Linked DNA regions of Mus musculus: regions 1 and 3 are each linked to region 2. The links are chromatin contacts, called in public Hi-C maps. All regions are on one chromosome and are shown on one strand. Each heading gives the region's core, a stretch centred on a gene start, on an enhancer-like site or on the middle of the called end of the contact. The rest is flanking DNA. Distances are from core to core; before and after follow the strand shown.

Evidence for each region. Hi-C and Micro-C count contacts between places; a contact is called where the count stands out from the background.
Region 1: a contact with region 2 is called in a Hi-C map of the N1E-115 cell line, with 2.3 times the contacts expected there. The contact joins two enhancer-like sites. A contact is called at or near these places in 5 of 39 promoter capture datasets (the 3T3-L1 cell line, the HPC-7 cell line, cranial neural crest and 2 more), 1 of 484 Hi-C or Micro-C datasets (the N1E-115 cell line) and 1 of 9 other capture datasets (liver).
Region 3: a contact with region 2 is called in a Hi-C map of the N1E-115 cell line, with 2.7 times the contacts expected there. The contact joins two enhancer-like sites. A contact is called at or near these places in 4 of 39 promoter capture datasets (cranial neural crest, frontonasal cranial neural crest, maxillary cranial neural crest and 1 more), 2 of 484 Hi-C or Micro-C datasets (the N1E-115 cell line and bone marrow-derived macrophages), 1 of 115 datasets of contacts at active chromatin or transcription factors (embryonic stem cells) and 1 of 9 other capture datasets (embryonic stem cells).

What each region holds. Positions count from the first base shown.
Region 1 is chr13:96,070,587-96,075,142 of GRCm38.p6, forward strand. The region is part of intron 2 of Sv2c (synaptic vesicle glycoprotein 2c); the gene reads right to left. Among named protein-coding and RNA genes, the nearest start is that of Sv2c, 60 kb to the right of the region's middle. Within about 2 kb of position 3,220, at least 12 of the 459 cell types and tissues checked have an H3K27ac peak or open chromatin away from gene starts, as enhancers often do. A contact at or near this core is called in the N1E-115 cell line, where this site is marked.
Region 2 is chr13:96,349,870-96,354,590 of GRCm38.p6, forward strand. No RefSeq gene overlaps it. Among named protein-coding and RNA genes, the nearest start is that of Poc5, 36 kb to the right of the region's middle. Within about 2 kb of position 1,677, at least 23 of the 459 cell types and tissues checked have an H3K27ac peak or open chromatin away from gene starts, as enhancers often do. A contact at or near this core is called in the N1E-115 cell line, where this site is marked.
Region 3 is chr13:96,043,482-96,047,972 of GRCm38.p6, forward strand. The region is part of intron 3 of Sv2c (synaptic vesicle glycoprotein 2c); the gene reads right to left. Among named protein-coding and RNA genes, the nearest start is that of Sv2c, 87 kb to the right of the region's middle. Within about 2 kb of position 2,335, at least 4 of the 459 cell types and tissues checked have an H3K27ac peak or open chromatin away from gene starts, as enhancers often do. A contact at or near this core is called in the N1E-115 cell line, where this site is marked.

The sequences.
Region 1 (4,556 bases), core at 1,970-4,469, 280 kb before region 2:
ATGTGTTTGAATGCTTAGCCCACAGGGAGTGACACTATTAGGAGGTATGGCCTTGTTGGAATGGGTGTGGCCTTGTCGGAGGAAGTGTGCCACTGTGGGGGTGAGCTTTGAGGTCCTATGCTCAAGCTCCACCCAGTGCGGAAGAGACCTCCTGCAGGCAGCCTGCAGAAGGCAGTCTCCTCCTGCTATCTTTGGGTAAAGATGTAGAACTCTCAGATCCTCCAGCACCATGCCTGCCTGGAGGCTGCCATGCTCCCACCATAATGATAATGAGCTGAGCCTCTGAAACTCTAAGCCAGCCCCAGTTAAATGTTGTCCTATATAAAAAGTTGCCTTGGTCATGGTGTTTCTTCACAGCAATAGAAACCCAAACTAAAATACCATCTCTAGGGTTAGATCTGTAGGCAGCCCCGGTATTGCTTCCAAAAGTTTCCTGGATGGTTTCTCTCAAACATCTTGCTTGACATCTCAAATATAATGAAAATGTACTGGCTACCACTTATCTGCTAGATTCTAAGTTAAGGGTCACCTGTAGGAAGACACTGTTAGGTATTCTTAGTTCTTGCCTATAGTTTTCTGCGCATGAGTTCCCCTGCTCTTACCACCTCAACTGAGCTGAAGTAGAACCTGGGATTACCATGCATTTGTGCTCTTTCTCAGTCTGCTGTCTTTAGCCTCATTTCTGCATTCCAAATTCTACCCAGAATTCAAGCCAAGTTCAAATGCTATGCTTTTCTGAGGCCCTTCTTTAATCCACTTCTGCTGCAGATAGAATAAATCCCTGCCCTGGCTCCCATACCTTGTGTGCAGCGTCCATATCTGGCTGATCTTTGTATGTCATGTGGTAGACTATATGTAATGCCTTGCACAGATTTATTAATAATGTGGTGAATGGATGGACTCACCCTTGCTGTGTCCTTTCTGTGTGAAAGATGCTGTACTAACAGCTAGATTTCATATAGACACTGTTAATTGAACTTCTCCCTTTGTTGTATTACAACTTTTTCTTCATAGATCTTCATATTAGTTCTTTGAGAATTTTGTCCAATGAGTTGAATTTTGACCATATCTATCCCTCCTCCATTTCCTCCCAAATCTACAAACCCTTCCCACCCAATTCCTCTCCTCTTTTTTTTTTAAATCTCATTAAATTCCAGTTGCATTGAAGCTGTATTCATGGCTACGTGTTCTTCAACTGGAGCATGCTAGAGCTACCAGTGGCAACACTGAAAACCAAATGATGCTCTGCCTCCCAGAAGCAATCAATTCCCAATAGCTCCTCAGCTGGGGGTAAGACTTCATGTCCATCTCCTCTCATACCACAACTAAGCAGGAAATAAACACAATAAGATGGGAGGAAGGCACTGGGTAGCGGCATGGCACGCACTTCTTACCTCTGTGGTCTATCCCCGGGTAGGCATGTGTGTTTACGTGAAGTTGACCCCCACAGCGAGACTTGGTTTTGTTCCAGTGAGCAGCGTGATTCATACAGTTTTCAAACAGCTAGTCTAACACAATTGTACCATTTATTTCTGGTCTAACTATGTTCTCCTGAGAAAACAAAATTACTCAGAGAAAATTCATTACATTTCATGGGGCTGGATAAGCAGGGCAAAATGATCTGAAGGAACCATATTCTAATTGCATCACCATGACACTGGCACCAAGAAGCTATTTCCACAAAATAAAGTCACACTAAGCCCTGCACACTTGGAACCCACACCAGGATTTGTGCCTGTGAATGTGGTTAGAGATGTGAGATTCCCCACACTGTGAAGGAAAAGGCATAAAATATATAGCTACTGTCTATTAGTGCAAAAAAATGTATATCCTTCAGCTGTTGATATTGGCTGTTAGAAAACAAAAAAAAAACAAAGAACTACCTCTCCTGAAATGGTTTGTAGCACCATTTGCCCATGGTCATTACTGTATGCTGGTAAGTAAGGCAAACATTTCCACTCTGTGCTGCTATTTCCCCAAGCTCCCACCCTGGCAACTGTTTAATCCTTACCACAACTGCCAGGGATGTTGGTGGGGAAACCTAAAAGCGAAAGAACAGGGTTCAGTGTGTACCACTCAATGTGAGGGTTACACCTCCAGCCTCAGCAGGCTGATTCCAGATCTGCAATGCCCAAACCACACACTCACAATATCCCCAGGCCTTGCAAATGCCATTATGTCTTAGAAACGCTGGGCTAGATGATGTAGTTTTAAAATTCACATTTTGAATAAGAAAGCATGGTGAGATGGGGTAAGACACACATACCAAATTCTGATACACTGATTCCTAAGCTCTGGCCAGCACTGGATGTGACTCCAATAAAGAGAGACAAGGAGATCAATGAGTTGTATGCTAATACCAGGCTCCTAGAAGACCTGGTATTAGCATACAACTCTCTCTACTCTCCCTTTACCAACACAGGCAGTAGCAAAGTCATCCAGATAAATTTTAATGCCAGATGATCAAATGATAAATTATTATTATTATTTTAGTATCAGTATGTCCCAAATATCACACATGGCATTTTTATGGGAAAAATTGCACTATTATTTCTACACTTTAAATTTAAGTAGATTGTGTGAGAGTTCAAGTTTATCTGAACTCTAACTTCCCCTTATGCTGGAATATCTGGAGAGTTGTATCGAGTGGCAAATAGAGAGGAACATAGCAGGCTGAATTATGTAGTTTAAGGCTATTCCTAAGAGTTCACACTAGCCTGCATACTAACTAGTCATGGATAGGATGTGGAATATCAGAACACAAATGGCAAGCAGGCTGTGGGGACAAGAGAATTCATCACAAGAAGGGAGCCCAGAAGATAAAAGAACAGCTATAGATGGGGACCATGTCCCAGTGAGTAAAGAAGCTAAAACGTTGAAGCCTTCAATCTATGGTGTATCAATTCCAAACTCTTAAATCGTTTTTTTTTTTTCTGACCATAGGAAAAAAATTAAGCTGCTGATGTAAGGCTTTTAACTGAGGCACGGTCATTAGTCTTGTTTGAGTCTAGAGAAACAGAATTACAGTAATGGACCAAAAGGTCAAATCGCCAGCATCCTTAGCCCACTTGGCTACGCGCCTGGCATTGATCTTCATGTCTTGGATGTGTGCCATGGGGTCCTGGCTGGAGAGTTAAGCTCATACGCACTTTGCTGTTTATCAACAGATCTAATTATTCAGCTTCTTACACCACAGCACAGAGCATCAAAGGATGAATCAGGCACAGTTCAGATGGCAGCACGGACAGGAGAGAAAGGGCACGGAGGGAAAGGATAGCACTGAGGCTGTGCTGAGCCATCAGGGCGTGGTCTTAGTTGTGTGTCTGTTTTATAGTGTGTTAACATTTCAGGAAACAAAAGCTCACCATGTTAGTTACCACCGTTGGGAGGCAATTCCCATCTCTCCCACTAAGCTACACCCCACCCTAAGAGGTTTGTAATTTGTTTATGGTTTTCTTCATTTGTTTTTGCTTTTGCTTTTTTGAGACATTTAGAAAGTATGTAAATCACATTGACTTCCATAGTTCTAGCAAAAGAGCTTTGGCTCTAACAGCTTATTTTATCCTCACCCCCTAAAAACCTCCAAAAAGTTCTCATTTAGCAAAAAATTCTACCAGCAAGTGACATTTTATGATTATCTGATTCCACATAAATTAATAATTAACTGCTGAATATTTGAGGTCTTATGTTAGCCCCCTCTGGCTTTTAAGAAACATATTTCATTGAAACCAAATCCTTCCTTCAAATGCTGCCCAGGGAAAGAAACCAAAGTCACCAATCTGGCATATTCATGAGAGGTCAAAATAGTAAAACCAGGGCCCTGAGTTAGTCTGAAATTGCTTAGGGGACGCTGCAAGAGGAGCCATGACTGACTAAGAGCAGAGCCCATCTGGACCCTGAATTCTGGGAAGCTTCTGGCAACAGGCAGAGAAAGAGAGAAAATAGCTCTCATCTGTGCAGGGATGATCATCAGTTCCAGCATCCCTCTGAACACAGAAAATTAATGTAGTCTCTCTCTCTCTCTCTCTCTCTCTCTCTCTCTCTCTCTCTCTCTCTCTGTGCGTGTGTGTGTGTTAGTTCTGTGATGTGTTAAATTATCCCATTTTTAATTGTTTCTATGGAATGGCGCTGGGTCATGAACCCAGGTCCTCAAGCTCACATGGGCTCTTGTACCAATTCATATCCTTACCCTATTCTTTTGCTTGTTTTGTTGTTTATTTGTTTGGCTTGACTTTTTGTTTTTGAGGCAGTCTATGTAGCCCAGGCTACCTTTGAACTCTGATTCTCTTGTTTCAGCTTCCCACAAGCTCACACTAAGCTTAGGAAATATAGTAGACCATGCCTACCTAGAGATGGACCTACCATGGGATGGTGCACATTCCCAGAGATGTACAGTAGGCATCCTAGTAGACCTACTGTGGAATAGAGGGCATCCCCAGGGGTGTGAGCCATTATCATTCTCTTTTCTATACACTTTGCATCGATTGCACATTACCAGATGTTTTAAGAATGTGGCCTGAAGCTCTGGCTACTTTCTGTCCCATCAGATCAGTGGA
Region 2 (4,721 bases), core at 427-2,926:
TATTTTTCAAACAGGATCTCACTGGGCAGCCCAAGATTGCCTGAAAGTTACAATGACTCTCCTGCCTCTACCTCCTGAATGCCAAAATTACATATGTAAACCACCTCATCAAACTTTTAAATAAACGTCAACTGTATCCTTAAGCAAAATGATTTTGCTCTGAGGACATAGATATTTTTCAGTATACCTGTAGGCATTAAATTACCAACTTGAGTTGTCTACTTCCCCACACAAACCAAGTATCTTAATGAACATCTTTTCTTCTAAGGTACTTTTTCAAATATGAAAGTAGTATTAATACATCCATATTGTCTTGGCCCTGGATTTTTAATGGCATTTCAAAGGAGGTTTTAAACAAGTGTAACTATAACACTGCCCTGTATAAGAGCAGCATCTATTTTATATTTTCTTTCACAATCATAGTATCACATGGAACTGGGAACAGAGGCTATGAGGAGCAGAGTGTAATGGGTCATGATGACCATTTCAGAACAGCTCGACCCTCCTCGGAGCCTTCGAGCAGGCTGCGTGAGCTGAATTCAGAAGCAGAGAGGATGGATCGTACTGCAAGCTGTACAGTTAAGCTGGGCAAGTGTGTGTGTGTGTGTGTGTGTGTGAGAGAGAGAGAGAGAGAGAGAGAGAGAGAGAGAGAGAGACTGACTCACGTAAAATTACCCCAATGAAAGAAATGTATTTTTTGTGTGTGCATTTCTTAATACAAAGCACTCTAAATCACTAGCACGTTTAGTTCCCATTGTTGGCCACTAATGGAACAAACTGCATTTCTCTACCATCTTACCGTGTCACAATTCCTGCACCCTTGTGAGTAGAATTATTACTACTATGGCAGAGCAACTGAATGTTAATGTTTGAAGGCAAAAGGGATGTCAAAATATGAGGTTATAATCCATTGTCCTCATGTTCCAAATGTACCACACTTGGGTTTGAGAGAGATGAGAAAAATCTACCGCTTTTTGCCTTGTCCTGGATTTTAATACCCTTAAGGGGCAGACTGCCCTTGTCCTAGCTCCTTGGCAGGAATTCTCATTGAGTCCGGGACCACTTTAGTCCAAATTAAGATTTTTCAAGCTATGCGCAGCATCAACAAGCTCTTAATGAACAGTAACTTCCCGCATCCTGGAAAATCACCTCCTTTCCGTTTGACACAGGATTTCAGTTCCTTGCCTGGGGATAATAAGCTAATGGATTTGGGTGCAGGATGATAACAAAGAATATGTGAAATCTGTCAATGCTTTTTTTTTTTTCCACTATGGTGATTCCCACCAACCCTCACTGACTGCCTGGGAATGCAGCGTACTATAATGAAATCCTTCATCAGGAGCGATTTTTGAAATACCCCTTGGTTGCTTAAGAACCATTTCAGACAGAGAGATTTAGTCGCTTATCAAGCATATTTGTCTATTTTTTTTCCTGTGAAAACAAACCAGAAATCTTTTCATTACTCCTTTTCTTCCTAGCTTGAATCCGCCCAGGCAGAACTGTCATGCCCCCTTTTTTCCTGCACTGTGACTTGCCAAACCATTTCTGATTGAAAGACACAAGCAAGAATTTAATGGTGTGGAACAAGCGAGTCAGCCGTCTCTGCAGTGCACCCCATCACAATGAGAACGTCTTCCTATGACTCAGAGTGAATCAGATGGAAAGAAAAATAACAGCACAAACAGCAGCTTTGGAAATAAATGGCGACGTGTGCCTTGCACGAACCAGGCTGCCGTGAAGACCACGCTAAGGAGACCTGGCCGGGCTGCCTTCTGCTTTCTCCAAGGAACGGACAGAATGGGCAGCAGACTTTTCTTCCAGAAGAAATCAAAGCATGCACAGTTGTTTAGGCGGACTTGGGCCAAGGAAAACATTTGCCTGTATTCTCCCAAGCTACATGTTGTGGTGACATCATTGGTATATGCCGAAACACCTTATTTGCATTTGATTTTCTGTTTTGTTTTGTTTGTAGAGGTGGGTTTGGGGTGTTTTTGGTTGGTTGGTTGGTTTTTGTTTGTATTGGGTTTTGGGGTGTGTGTATGTGTGTGTGTGTGTGTGTGTGTGTGTGTGTGTGTATTTTGTTTTGAGATAAGGTCTCACTGTGTGGCCTTGGCTATCCTGGAACTCACTACATAGACTAGGCTGACCTCCAATTCACAGAGATCCACCTGCTTCTGCCTCCCAAGCCCTGGAACTAAAGGCGTGCACTACCATGCCCAACTTGCATTTTGATTTTATTTTAAAGATTTATTTATTTATTATATATAAGTACACTATAGCTGTCTTCAGATGCACCAGAAGAGGGCATCAGATCTCATTACAGATGGTCGTGAGCCACCAAGTGGTTGCTGGAAATTGAACTCAGGACCTCTGGAAGAGCAGCCAGTGCTCTCAACCACTGAGCCATCTCTCCAGCCCACATTTTGATTTTTAACTGCTCTTTTTATGAATGGAATGAATAAGTGATTGATAGATAATGAAATAAAGTCATATATGATTGTCATACAGGAGGGCTCAAAATATAAATTATACATTATATATTTATGTATATAAGATAATATATTATAGAGCATATTTTAAATATTTAAAATGTTGACAGATCTATACATTGACATATATAGTGAAAGGAAGAATTCTATTGAAAACCAGGACATCTCTGACTAGGAGTAGCTAGCAAGCTTGCCTGTTAACCCAGCCATGGCTAACAGCTCATGCTTGCCTACCCTTCCTACTAGTTTTGCACCCTCATTTCTGTTCGCACTGCCTCCTGGGTCCTCGTTCCTATGCGACACATCTCACACACTATTTGACTACACGGTGAGTTGTGGAACTGGTAGGAGGGACCAGCTGGAGGCCAGGCAGTCTATGAGTGGCAACGGAGGACAGCTCCTTCCATCTTTGCTGCTTGTCCTATTAGCCTCTCTCCCTGACTCACAGGAGGGTGTTTCAGCTGCAGCTGGGGAGAGGGAGAAATTGAGAAGCAAAGTGATTCCATGTCAGAGGCCCACTCCATTCCAGTGCCTCGGCGGCCCACAGTGTGAACCCTGTAGAAAAGAAGACAGGAGATCTTAACCTAGCATTTAGCTCTTGCTATCTGCCAGAATAGAGGCTCAAAATGCAAACTTGATAACCCTAGGAACTGAGAAATAGGATTACACAAAATATTCAAATATATTCAGCACACCAAAGGAAATATCAGCCACGCGAAAAGGCAGGCTACAGAATGGGAGAAACATCTTTGCAAGCTATACTTGAAACAAGAAGTTAATATATAGAATATAAATTACTGCAAAGTTAAACACACCAGAATGCCCAAAATATCATCACATCAATAAATGGAAAAAAATTAAAGAAGTCTTAAAAGAGAAAAAAAATATGAGCAATAAATATTTAAATGCATTAAACATCTTTAAACTGTACAGAAATGCAAATTAAGAATCATTTGAGGGGGGTTGGAGAGATGGCTCCATGGTTAAGGACACTGGCTACTCTTCCAGAGGGCCTGAGTTCAATTCCTAGCAACCACATGATGGCTCGAAAGCATCTATGTGATCAGATTCCCTCGTCTGGCACGCAGGAGTGTACTCAGATTACTCAGACATAAAGGTAAGTAAATCTTTTTATTTTAAAAGAATAATTTGAAATTCTGTCTCCCCATTCAGAACAGCTGTCATCAGACAACAAAGACTGGCCATGGTGTGAGGAAAAGAACATTTACTCTATGCTAGAATGGGCATAAGCGGGCGTAGGCTCATGGAAACCATTGTGGAAGTTCTCAAAACCACAAAAATACTGTGAGACCCAACCCTTCCACTCCTGGGTACATACACAACAGACTATATATCTTACCCAAGGGGTCTTTGCACATCCATATTTATTACTGTACTACTTACAGGAGCAAAAATAAAATCAACCTACATGTCCATCAACAGATGGCTAGATAATGAAAACGTGGTACATAGACAGAATGAATTTTATTGAGGTGTGAGTAAAAATGAGATCTTCAGGAAGGTGAATGGGTCCAGAGAATATATTGAGGAAGAAAAAAATCAGGACTCAGAAAGATGAATACCACATGTTCTCGTACACATGTGGATCCTAGCTTTTAATTTAGTGTATATGTGGGTGTGGTCAAATGTCATGAAAATAGAAAATAGACCACAAAGAGAGGAAAATGGTTTAAGGGAGTGGGGTTGAGGGTGACAGAATACATGTGACATGGAAGGTCAAAGGGAATTACTGAGGTGAAAGGGCAGAAGGGAGAAGAGAATGAGGAGGGGGCCAACCAAAGCAAAGTATGTATGAAACACTGCAGTGAAGCCTATTAGCTCCCACACTAGCTTACAGACCACATCAGTATTGTTTTTTAAAGAGAGAGCAGGAACACCACTTTTTTTCTGGGAAGTGTTGTGTTGGCCCACAACCACTTTTCTTAAAGGACTTATGTAATTGTGGGCTTGGAGCTGTTCACAGACATTAACACGTTTAATTCTAGAGACATTTTCTCCCATCTATGTATGCAAAGGCCAAATCTTTAGATGCGAGTATATAACCTGCAGAATATAAACTGTAGGTATCAGGAAAGGGAAAAGGGGCCCATGATGGTGTGGCTTCATTTGAGAGGGGGAAACTGTAGGACACATGTCGTGTCTGCTCTCGACCAGCAAGAACGACACGACCACCAGTTCTTCTAACAGCAGTTTATTCAGCAAGTTTTAGTC
Region 3 (4,491 bases), core at 1,085-3,584, 310 kb before region 2:
TCCATTCTGGGATGCCCATTGTTGCCCTTGCTCAGCTTGTGTTTAGGCAGCCATGTTGGTGAGACTTTATGGATGCAGCTTCTGACATTACCAGGAGATAACCTCATGGCAAACGCCCTGATCCTCTGGCTCTTACAATCCCCTGTCCCCTCTCTGTAATGTTCCCTGTTCCTGGTGTGGGGGCCTTAGATGTGTCAGTTAGGACTGGGCTCCACAACTCTGTATTTTGATTGGTTATGGCTTTCTGTAGCAGTCTTCATATGTCAAAAGGAAAACTTCCTTGATGAGTGGGAGGACTATACTTCTCTGTGGGCATAAAGACAAATATTTATTAGTTAGGGACTGTGCTTCTTAGTAAAGTAGTTCTAGGTTCTCCTCCAAGATCTCTCTTTTTTACTTCCCAGCTTGCATGAGGTGAGCAGTTTACTCTACCACAGGCTACCTTCTTTTTTATGTACTGCTTTGCCACAGGCCCCAAAGTAACAGAGTCAATCAATCACTGACTAAATTCTCCAAAACAGCAAGGCCTTAGTGACACACAAGGCCCACCTCCTAATCCTCCCCAAACAGTTCCACCAACTAGGGACCAAGCATTCAAATATATGAGACTTATGGGGGACATTCTCTTTCAAATTATTGCAGAATTCTACTGAGTAATTTTGTTCCACTTTTAATTCTTCAGTAAACATGTGACAGAAAATAATTTTATTCTAGGGGCTGAGGTGGTGGTACAGTGGGTAAAGTGAAGTCATGAAACCCCGAGTTTGCATCCCCAGCACCCATATAATAAGCCAGGCTTGGTAACATATGTCTATAATCCCACCACTGAGAGGCAGAGACAGGTGAATTCTGGGCAATGAACTGGCCAGACAGTTTAGCTGAAACTGTAAGTTCAGGGTTCAGTGAGAGATTCTGCCCCCAAAAATAAGGCAGAAAAGCAATAGAGGAAGACATCCAGACTTCAAGCTGTGGCCTCCACATGGGCACCCAATGTATACAACGCACAAACACATGAGTATAAAGAATATTTTAACTACTTTGATTCTAGCTTCTCCACAGTGTAATTATCAAACAATCCTTTTATCTCCACCTTTCATTTATGTTAGGAACTGAGAAATTATGTGAAAAATAAGTAAGGAGGAGGTGGGAGACTCACTGTAAAGTTACATGTTCTGGGCAGATGATAAGCAAGACTCAGAAACCACCAGGACCAGGCTCTAGCAGTTTTTATTCAGAGGAGCGTTAGGGGCATATGCAAAGAACAGTGCATGAAGACAGAGCACTCATGTACATCAATCAATCAATCAATCAATTAATCAATCTTTAAGGAGCAGCAGCCATCATGTTTAGGGTTTGGTGTACACAGTCAAGAATCATTTCTGGTAGAATTTTAGATACAGCAAGCCTGGTGGGTATGACCATCAGCTTTTGAGCCTGACAGCGTGGGTTTGAAAGCTGGCTAGATCACTCACTGTGTGCCCTTGGGTAGCTACCACACTTTAATATGCCTTACCCTCATCATCTATAATATATAGATAATCATACCTGCATGATAGTATTTCCTCATGGGAACCAATGAGGTTTAGGTGAGTCAATTCACATAAACTGCGGAGCCCATCACCTCCCCCAAAGCAACCACAATTCAGATATTTGATAAAATATATTTTAAAAGTCTCAAAATAATAAAAAAACACACAATTTTTACTTTTTTTGATATGATCAGCAAATTATTTCTTAGGAGAAAACACTATTAAGCAGAAGATTGTATAGTTCTAAGTCAGACTAAAAATCAGCAATGCCAGGGACTGGGGACCATTTGGAAACAACAGCCTTTCTACTGCCTTGATTTTCTTTAATTAAGGGAAAACATTTTTGTAAAACAGTTGTGAAAATAAAGCTCATGGAAGAATCATAGTTGGTGGCAAGGAATTCTGCACAGCCACTGTGTTCTTGCTGGCACCATCAGCTAAGTCAGCTAATGCATTCTGCTTACAGCTTTAAAGTACACATGACTCGGCTCCACCCACATTGGGAGACATGACCTTTCTTTTGTTTCCAACACACAGGAACAAAGACATTTCACTCTCATCTCTGTTGCTATTCTATTTTCCTCCTGATCATCATGCTCAACCGTCCCTCAGTGAGCAGCTCTTAGTTCTGACATTGCCTGGCGTCCAACACATTATTATCCCCTTAATTAACAGTGACTGGAAACAAATAATTTAATTCCAGGGCAAATGAAAATGAATCAATGGTGCCAACTCCATTTCCCAGCTTTCTAATCGTCGGTAACAACAGATAAGAGGGACATGTGTTGCCTTGGTGTGAGATTCATCTGAGAAAATAAAAGACAGATGGACAATGCGCGAGGTCTCACTCCTTACCCCAACAAACACCAATGTGCCCAGCAGGAAAATCTTTATTTGGACAGAATAAACATTTAAAAACCACAGAGATCATGTATGTCAGCTGGATATCGTTATTTCATAAGAAGATACAACTCAAGACCCAGCTTGGTGAAAAGAAAAAAAAAAGCAAAAATCTGAGCCTGGCAGTGCACACCTATGATTCCAGGTCTTGAGATGCTAAGCCTGGCAGTGCACACCCATGATACCAGCTCTGGAGATGCTAAGCCTGGTAGTCACATCTATGATGCCAGCTCTCAAGATGCCGAGGCAGGCAAGAGGGTCATGTGCTTGAGGTCATTCATTCTGCGCCTCATAGAATGACTCTATCTAAGGGGTTGGAGGGGACGAGAACACACAGGAGCATATGTGTCTATTTAGAGACAGTGAAGCCATAAGTGCAGGCATATCTCAGCCTACATGGAAACCCCCTTCAATCCCGTTTGCATTCACAAACAGAATTCAGGAGGAAGACAATCAAGCCTTGGATTTGGAATGTCCAGGTGATTTAATTAAGATGTTGCAAGTTAGTGGGACTGATGATAATCATTCCTGGCTCTAAATCTGCAACATGCAGAGTGTGAGCTTGGTGACCAGGACTTCTCTTTATGTTTTAAAGTTTAAAATAAATGGATCTGGCGGGCAGATGCTCTGCCAAATGTTACTCTGCGACTGCCAGGTGCATCTCTCCCAATAGAAAATTCTGCAACCTTAGAATCAAGCAAGCACAGGATGGAGTTCTGAACTAACAAATTACCTGAACTAACAAAACATCGCTGGTAGACTCTGATGTCACTTTGTTCAACTAGAATCCAGTCATTATCCAGTCAACTCGGGGAAGCCTACTGTTATCTATCTATCTATCTATCTATCTATCTATCTATCTATCTATCTATCTATTTATTTTCTTGACGCATAAGTCATCCCCTTTGGGGAAGATTGTGAAAAATATTCACAATTAATCTTCAGTGACATAGTAGCAACCTTCTTCAGAGGGACCTGGCTTCTGCCTTTCGAGAGGATTTTGGGTATATAAAGTGGCACCAGCCTGGTACTTGACTAAGGGGCCATGATCATTTTTAAAGATGTGAGTGAAAGTTTGGTTCATTCGGTATGGAACCTCTCCGTGTATATAGATCAGGTAAGAATTTAATAGCTCTCTATCTGACTTTTGGATCTGCTTACAGAGTCAAGTCATCAGTCTATTGAGTCAGCCATTGTAATTATAGCTGGTTCTACTGGGTTTTTTGTTTGTTTGTTTGTTTGTTTGTTTGTTTGTTTTAAAGTATGATGGCTATCTTCCCTCAGGCAGTTCACATGTGGAGCAGTTGTCCTGTACATGCAGACTCCTGTGTCCATGGAGTCTGCTCAGCATAGCCTGACAATATTCTGAAAAACATTTGTTGTAGGTGAATGTTCATATGTCAGAGAGGAATATGTTGGTCTACCCTGGCTTTGGTCCACAAAACTGTGTCCTGCTGCTGTGTAGTCTGTGAGCAAGAGTTGGTGGTAACTTTTCAAACTCGGAAACCACTCTGCATGCCTTACTTCATTAAAAAGTAACTGCAGTGCCTATTAACATTGTGAAAAGAGTGTCTTTAAGTTGTTGATTGGGAGGCTAAAGAGTTATATTTCTACAAAAGTTTCCTTGTTAAAGCAGAGTTTCTCATAGTCTTATAATCAGGCCATGGGTTTTCCCACACATGGATCCAGAGGAGTGGTGTGTGAATCGATCTCTTTCAAGAAGGCAGCTACATCATTGATTCTCCTATGCCCTGCATGTGGATAGTAGGACATCTTCAGTTAACTCTGCCCCAATAGGAACTTTCAGACAGACTTACTCTACCTTCCAAAGTAGGCTCTCCCTCTAGTTTAACACACATAGGTCACCTAGACCAATAAAACCACCGTTATTTGAGACAGCTTAATCCTGGATTTAAGAGCAGTCCTTAAGTAATGGGAACAGTTGTAGTAGGTACAGTGCTTTCTTACTTAAATCTTCAAAAGAAGCATGTGGATTCAAATGTTTTTGCTGTGCAAACAGAATTCCAACCTAAGCAAAACCAGTCTCCCATAAGCCACTCAT